Regions from separate parts of the Arabidopsis thaliana genome. Here region 1 is linked to region 2. The links are chromatin contacts, called in public ChIA-PET maps. All regions are on one chromosome and are shown on one strand. The core of a region is the stretch at or near the end of the contact, and the rest is flanking DNA. Distances in the headings are between cores, read along the strand shown.

Evidence for each region. ChIA-PET counts read pairs in DNA pulled down with a chosen protein or histone mark.
Region 1: a contact with region 2 is called in an H3K4me3 ChIA-PET map of shoot, with 11 read pairs. The contact joins the promoter of GRXC2 here to the promoter of AT5G40300 in region 2. A contact is called at or near these places in 9 of 26 Hi-C or Micro-C datasets (callus, cotyledon, leaf and 3 more) and 1 of 2 datasets of contacts at active chromatin or transcription factors (shoot).

Annotation. Positions count from the first base shown.
Region 1 is chr5:16,147,596-16,151,419 of TAIR10.1, reverse strand. It overlaps GRXC2 (Glutaredoxin family protein), which reads left to right and starts at 2,164. Exons shown (of 4, transcript NM_123401.4): 1 at 2,164-2,423; 2 at 2,651-2,739; 3 at 3,286-3,384; 4 at 3,503-3,824. The coding sequence starts at 2,368. The coding sequence ends at 3,594.
Region 2 is chr5:16,108,298-16,112,130 of TAIR10.1, reverse strand. It overlaps AT5G40300 (Uncharacterized protein family (UPF0497)), which reads right to left and starts at 1,497. Exons shown (of 3, transcript NM_123394.4): 1 at 872-1,497; 2 at 1-107. The coding sequence starts at 1,353. It overlaps AT5G40290 (HD domain-containing metal-dependent phosphohydrolase family protein), which reads left to right and starts at 3,630. Exons shown (of 19, transcript NM_123393.1): 1 at 3,630-3,734. The coding sequence starts at 3,630.

The sequences.
Region 1 (3,824 bases), core at 915-3,414, 39 kb before region 2:
ATAAACGATAGAGACATGGATGATGGATCATGATAGAGAATCCTGGAGTTAAGGCGATGTGAAAACGTGTACAGTTGTAAGAGTAATAGTATTGACTACAAAATTAGTGTGAGATCATACTTCAGACATTCATACTGATTTAATTGTATTGAGAACGAAATTTGTAATGGTTTTTTTGGATCATGGAAAATTTCAGGGAAAAAATCCATTTACAGATTATTATTTTTTGTTTTTTTCTTAAAGTTGTTATTAAGATTCTATTTTTAAAAAAACATTGTTACGAGTTGTGTATGAACTATTAATCAATAAACCATAGCATAATATTTCAAATACAAAAGTGTCCTGATCAGAAATCAATAAATGGGCGGTCCTAATTTATGCGTCGGTGGCTAACTCGTTAAGAAGGTGGGGTAAGGTTAGGTTGGGTGCAGCTAAATTCAATAATCATCGCCTCAATTACTGACTCGATTCGTACTCATCGGATGATCGGAATACAACGTTACATATGATTTTTGGAGTCAAATATATAAATGTTGTCTAGAGGTTTGAGACACAAATATTGAAAACAATAAGACTTAATCAACCTAAGTTGTTTTTTGTTTCTTTTTCTTTTTTTTGTTGTTCTAGTGTTATTTATGACTTATAATGTGTATCTATTAAAGTTTCATAATATAAAATATCCTACAGTTTCATAATCAACATAGAATAGTATTTAAATCTGTTTTAAAAAGTTAATTAGGGCCAAGAATTTATTAATTCTTTAGACCTACGGCTTTAGGCCACACCAAAGTACTGATAAGTCTCGTTGCAACATTAAATTCCATCACAAATTACTTCGTTTTTCTAGTACAACAAATCAATGGACCCAACCACAAATAGTTTTTCTTGAACGAACATTTAGCTTAAGAACTCTACACCACACGTTAAGGATATAAATCTACTAAGGAAAAACTAATTGATCAAATTGATTTTTAGTGTTTGCATGGACGTCTTAAACTATTTGTAAGTTGTAACTTCGTTTCAATTTTTTTAATAGTATGTGGTAAATGTTTATAAAATGGTTTCATTAACTAAGAACTAAATGGAAACAATGTTTGGGTCATAACTAAGGCCTTACAAAAAAAAAACAATGAACAAAACCAACAACTAAGACTAAAGACTGATCGAAATTAATATTTTTACTAAGGTCAATTCCGGGCTACGTTTGCTATATTTGATATTTGATTTAAAGTTTGTTCACGTAGATTCATTTTAGTTTTAAGTTTACATTGGAAAAAATCATATGATAAGTTTTTTTATTAACACATGATCATATGATATCTTGTAAGTAAAATTGTTTTGGTGTTATTCGTGTCAATCTCTCAAAATATTACTATATATATGTGGAAATTTAGAAACATAAAAAGTTCAAAAATGCTTACATGACGAAACATATAATCTGAAAGATTGATTTCTATCACAGCCTAATTAATTTGATACTTATATCTTTTTTTTTTTTTTTTTTTTTTTTTTTTTTATACTTATTTTTTGTCAATCCATATCTTATATCATTTAAACAATGTTTAGAGAATAGTTTTTGCCAGAAAATCAGCTATGCAGTTTGGAGATATGGGACAAACGTACAATTACAAAAGTTTAGAGAACTAGCAAGTAAGAAAATATCAGATAAAATACCATATATGGATCTCTACATTGGGTGATCGTAAATTGATGGCCTTGATTGATATTTGACAATCAGATTTCATAATCACCGGTTGAGTGCCCAAGCATATGATTGAGGTAAGAGCTGTACGAACACCAGAGATTTCGCGAGAAACAGAGACAATACATATTTACTTGAAGCAGAGTATTTTTAGAAGGATCTCGTTGCCTTAAAGAGAATGGTCCATTCTATCCTAGTAATTTGGTGGAGAGAAAAATTTTGACGGAAACTATTTTTTTGGGTGAAAATAAATTTTTGTAATTTTAGTTTCTAATTACATGTTTTCATTAAATAAAAGATAATTTAATCATTAAATTCGTGAAAAAATTGAAAAAAGTATTTTTATAAATCCCGCTTACAAAAATCAGCTGTTCTTGAATTAGCAAAGATTTCCAATTTAAACGTGCCAGACATTCACCAACCTGACGATCGAAAAATGATAGAAACAAGGCCCAATAAAGCCCATTAAACAAATCTAACGTTTGTTTTATTTTGAACCTTGATGACTTTTTGACTTTTGACTCGGTTTACAAATATCATCCATTTAGCGTTTTTATAAAGCCGACTGATTCGCTTCTCTTACTACTTCAATTTCATTTCTTTCTCCTCAAAATATCAGATCGATAACCAACAAGCGAAACTAGGGTTCTCTAATCTCGACGAAGATGGCGATGCAGAAAGCTAAGGAGATCGTTAACAGCGAATCAGTCGTTGTTTTCAGGTTCCTCTCTTCTCTCTATTCGCACAAAATTTCCCGCGATTCTCTCGATTACTGTTTGTTTGTGAATCTTCGAATCTGTGTTTTTGGCTTCTTTATATGGATTCGATTATGTGTGTTTCATCATGGAAATTTTATACGATGAACGATTCATGGATGTATCTAGACGCTTTTGTGTACCAATGGATGATTTTGAGTTATTTAATTGGTAATTTTTCTGGAATTTGCAGCAAGACTTATTGTCCATATTGCGTGAGAGTGAAGGAGCTTTTGCAACAATTGGGAGCTAAGTTCAAGGCCGTTGAGCTCGACACCGAAAGTAAATTTCGCCGATTTTTTCATCATGAATTCGTTTCATTTGCTGTGTTGATAACGTTTTTGGAATGGTATACTTGTTGTTCTATTGCTTGTTTACGGTGATTCGAGTTTAGGATTTTGTTTGATCCAAGGATAGTGTTTTGTTCTGGAACCCATCATCGAAAATTTCTCTGTTTTTGATGTTTTTGGAAACTTTGAATTGTTCTCTTACTTGTGTATCGAGGTTTGGATTTTGTTTATTGATCCAAGTAAAGGTTTCGTTTTGTAGAAAGTTCGCTGGAGTTCCATGTGTAGATTTTTTTGGTCCAAGCGTAGGATTTGTTTGTCAACACATAGTTGAAAATTTCTTTGTTTTCTATAGGGCCTCATGATCATGTGGTTTTATCTTCCACAAGTCAAAAAGTTTCAGAAAGCATATGATCATTACCCTAAGCAGTTATTGATCCAAGTATATGAGTTTTTGCATTTATTCAGAGTTGTAGATAAAATCCAGACTCAAGCATTGTTCTGCTATTTTTGAATAATTAAATGGTGTTGTTTAATACAGGTGATGGTAGCCAAATTCAATCAGGTCTCGCAGAATGGACAGGACAACGTACCGTGCCTAATGTGTTTATAGGAGGAAATCACATCGGTGGCTGTGATGGTAAGATGATTAGAGCAATTCCCTTCAAAACTTTTGTTTGTTTGTTTGTTTGTTAGCGGAGTGAGGACTTGTAATCTGTTATTCTAAACAAAAGTTTGTGATTTTCAATGTGTTGTAGCAACATCAAACTTGCATAAAGATGGGAAGTTGGTTCCGCTGTTAACTGAAGCTGGAGCGATCGCAGGAAAGACTGCAACAACTTCTGCTTAAGAGCACATCCATATGTGATTGCTTCTATCAAGAATAAAGAGGTTTGAGTCATAAATGTGAACTTGTTTCGTTGTCAAGTTGAAGAAATATTCTGTAATGTTTTTAAGATTATGGTTATGTCGAAGTCGGATTTGAACTTCTGATACATGATGTTATTATCTTCTGGCTATGCTTTTGGTAACATTTTGGGGTAAATAGAAGAAACTCGAGTCTTAGGCTCTCAGGCAAAA
Region 2 (3,833 bases), core at 248-2,747:
GCAGGTTATGTCGTGATCTTCGGATGCTAGTAGATAACAGGTATACAAGATCACATATCATAAAACCAGAGTAGACAAAACCAATCACATTCGCAGCCAAACAGAACCTGCAACCAAAAATGCCAAACAACATACACAAATAAATCAAACGCAAGAAAACATTTGCAAGAAATATTAGCAGTTAAAAAAGTAATCCAGGAAAAAGTGTTACACTTTAGCTAGAACATGTCATTAGATAACTACATAAGCTTTACACACATCCGTGGCTAATTTCATCAGAAAGCTTCGAATATACACAGAGTGATTTAAACCAAATCAGAGTAATCTAACCAAATATGTCTGACTTCAAATGTAAATCAAAATCTAGTTTTATTACTGGTCATTGGATAACTTTCTCAGCTTAAACGACTTTAAGAGAAAGCTTCAAATTCGATACAGTGATTAAACCAAATTTAGCCAAATACATTCGACCTCAGATGAAAATCAAACCTAAACCTAGTCTTATTCCTGGATAACTTCATTAGCTAAAACGACTTCTATAGCTAGTTTCAAGAGAAAAGCTTCAAATTCCAGACAGTGATTGAACCAAATCAGAGTCTACTCTAGCCAACTACACTTGATCTCCGATAAATACAAAACCTTAGATGACTTCATTAGCTTAAATTTCAACAGCTAATTTCAAGGTAAAAACTTCAAATTTCCCACAGTGATTAGACCAAATCAAAGTCATCTAGCCAAAAACACTTTGAGCTCAGATTAAACCAAACCTAAACTAAGATAAAAAGGTACTAACATATCAATCTAGGAACCATTTTAAAGCTAATGATCCTTCAAAACATGTTCAGATACTAAGAAAGTTTGAAACTTGAACCTGAATTCTTTGTAGTTGTAGAAAGAATCATGAGCCCATCCTTTATCTCTATCAGAAACCATTACAGAGAACGAAACAAGACACGAAACAAACGCAATAACCCTAAATCCAAGTAGAGCTTTCCTAATCAAACTTGCCCATTTCGATTCACGCGGAGTAGAAGAAGAAGAAGAAAAGCTCGGTCTCAATTGTCTCCTACTCTCGCTGACTTTCTTCTCCTCCTCTCCGTTAGTAACCCTAAAAGGAGTCTCCGTCTTGGCCACAGAAGGAGTTGGAATAATCGTGTGAGGAGAAGATCCATGGCTATCGGGGATTGAAGAGAGGGTTGGTGAATCAGGAGGTGATTCAATCGTTGTTTGTGGTAATGAATGAAGTGATGATCTTGAAGACATCTCGAAGTTGATTGGTGAAGACTGGTCTTGTTTCTCTTGTTGTTGCTTCTTCTTCTTCTGAAATTTCTGGGTTTTTTCTAATTCTTCCATTTTCGTAGATATTTTGTGGGTTTTTAAAAATTAATTTGAGTTTGTTTGACAGCGGAAGTGATGAAGTAAGCTCTTCTTCTTCCACCTTTGGTCAATGGACACAAATGAGGAAGAAGACGAGAAAAAGACTTACTTTAAAAATAAGTGTTTGCAAAAGGACTTGGTTTCTTTGGTTTCTTGCAACTTTAACCTAAACTATTGTTTGAAACATATAATCCCATTTTCTTCCGATTTATTGGTGGCGAAAGTGTTATTAAAATCATCAATTTATTAAAAACGTTGATTTAAATTCTTAATTCTCGATAAAACGAAATAAATAAACTTGAGATGAAAAGACTTACAGAAGATGCATCATGCACACAACCAAACATAGATAGTCGACGTGAAACAATTTAAGGAGATCAAATCTAAAAAGAAAAATATACATATAAAAAAGACGCAACATAAATTTTGAAACAAACTGATGATTAAATGATGCAGCATATATATTTTGGGCTTTACGTTGGTGTTTATGGACGTGGTACATTTGAATTATTAGCTTGTTTTAATTAGTAAAAAGGGGTTTCGTTCTAATGCCCGAAAATAATCTTCTAATTGTTTATTTAAAGGGATTAGGATTAAAAGATTTGGTGTTTATCTCAAGTCTCAACCCTCCTATGCATCATTCTTCGTATTATTAACTTGTGGAATAAGAAACGAACTTTCGAGCACGGGAAAGAGTATTTCCAAATTATCTAATGAGCTTTCAGGGAAGAGTATCGGGAAAAATGTCAAAAAAATCGTGAACTTTCAAATTTGGGACGTAAAAAACCTGAACTTTCAAAAAGACATTTAAATCCTAAAGTTTATTTTGACTTTTGATAAAATGATCAAGTTTTGTTGACTTGGCCAATTAGGGCTTGTCGTTAATTTTCCGTCAACAAAACAATCACGGTGTTAACTTTTCGTTAGAATCTCCGTGAAATCAAAACGACGTCATTTTGGACATTAGAATATAAGAAGGAAAATTTGCTAACAAGGAGAGTCGAACAACTGACCTTTTGGACTTATAAGAGACACTCAACCATTGAACTACATTAATATTCTTGTATTATGGTAAACAGAGCATGTATATATATATATATATAATGTAAAAAAATAACAGAAACCATTAGAATATATAATATTAAATATGTGAGTTTAAAATTATACAATCCTTTTCATTTAAATATATATACCATTAATACAATTATCACTTTTTCTTATAATGTAACTAAAATAATTTTTATTTATTTATTTTCTATCTAACTATTAATATTACATCAATTTCAAGTTAGAATAATTATGTTTTATATTTATCTAATATATATTATAATATAAATACAAATTAATTTATCCAAGTTTCAGTTTGTTTTATATAATTTAGAAATCAATAATTTTTCAAATATAGAAGAAACTAACATAGCAAACTAAATAATTGAAATTTCCAAATATTTATTGAGGGTAAATATATTTAATATTTGCATATATTTGGTTGTTGATTTTATTTAGTTTTGTTATTTTTAATAAATTGCAGATATTTAATTAATTGTATATTATTATGTTTTGTGTATATATATATATATATACTATGTCTGTAAGATATTATAATGTTAATGCAGGTTAATGGTTGAATTCCTCTATTAGTTCAGAAGATCAGCATTTCGAGTCACTTGAACTGCTGTTTTTCTTTTTCATTTTCTAATTTTCAAAACGACGTCGTTTTGATATAAGAGAGATTCTAACGGAAAGTTAACTCTGTGATTGTTTGGTTGACGGAAACTTAACGACATGCCCTAAATGGTCAAGTTAACAAAACTTGATCATTTTATCAAAAGTCAAACTAAACTTTAGGATTTAATTGTCTTCTTGAATATTTATGCTTTTTTCATCCCAAATTTGAAAGTTCGCGATTTTTTTGACATTTTTCCCGAAAAATATTCCCAAACCTATCCTTTTATCGTTTCTGCCGCTAAACCATTAAAGACTTTGATGTGTTACCAATAACAACATTCAATATTGAGGACCAAAAAAAGTAGGTTTTGTGGTTTCTACAAAGTGTTTAACTCGGGGAAGGTAAGCGAAACAGACACAGTTTGCTTTGGGTAATAAATTGACATGAAGAAAATCTTGTCCGTCAGATTACAAATATCAGAAACTTTCAACAGTTAGATTTTAATTTGCTGACGTGTGCGAGTATTAGTATTACAGATTAGGTTTTCTTGACCAAAAAAAAAGGCGACGTGAAATATCTAGTGATGGGAGAGTATTGCAATGAAGACCTGAGTTGTTTTCCGGCGAATGAACTCCGGTTCAGCAAACATGTCCACGACAACGTTCATGGAAACATCTATCTTGATCCTGTTAGTTTTCTCTTCTTCTCACTTTCCAAATGGTTCGGATTTTCTGTGATGTGATTATCTTCTTTGTATTTAGAGTTTTTCCAATTTTGGCTTGAATTT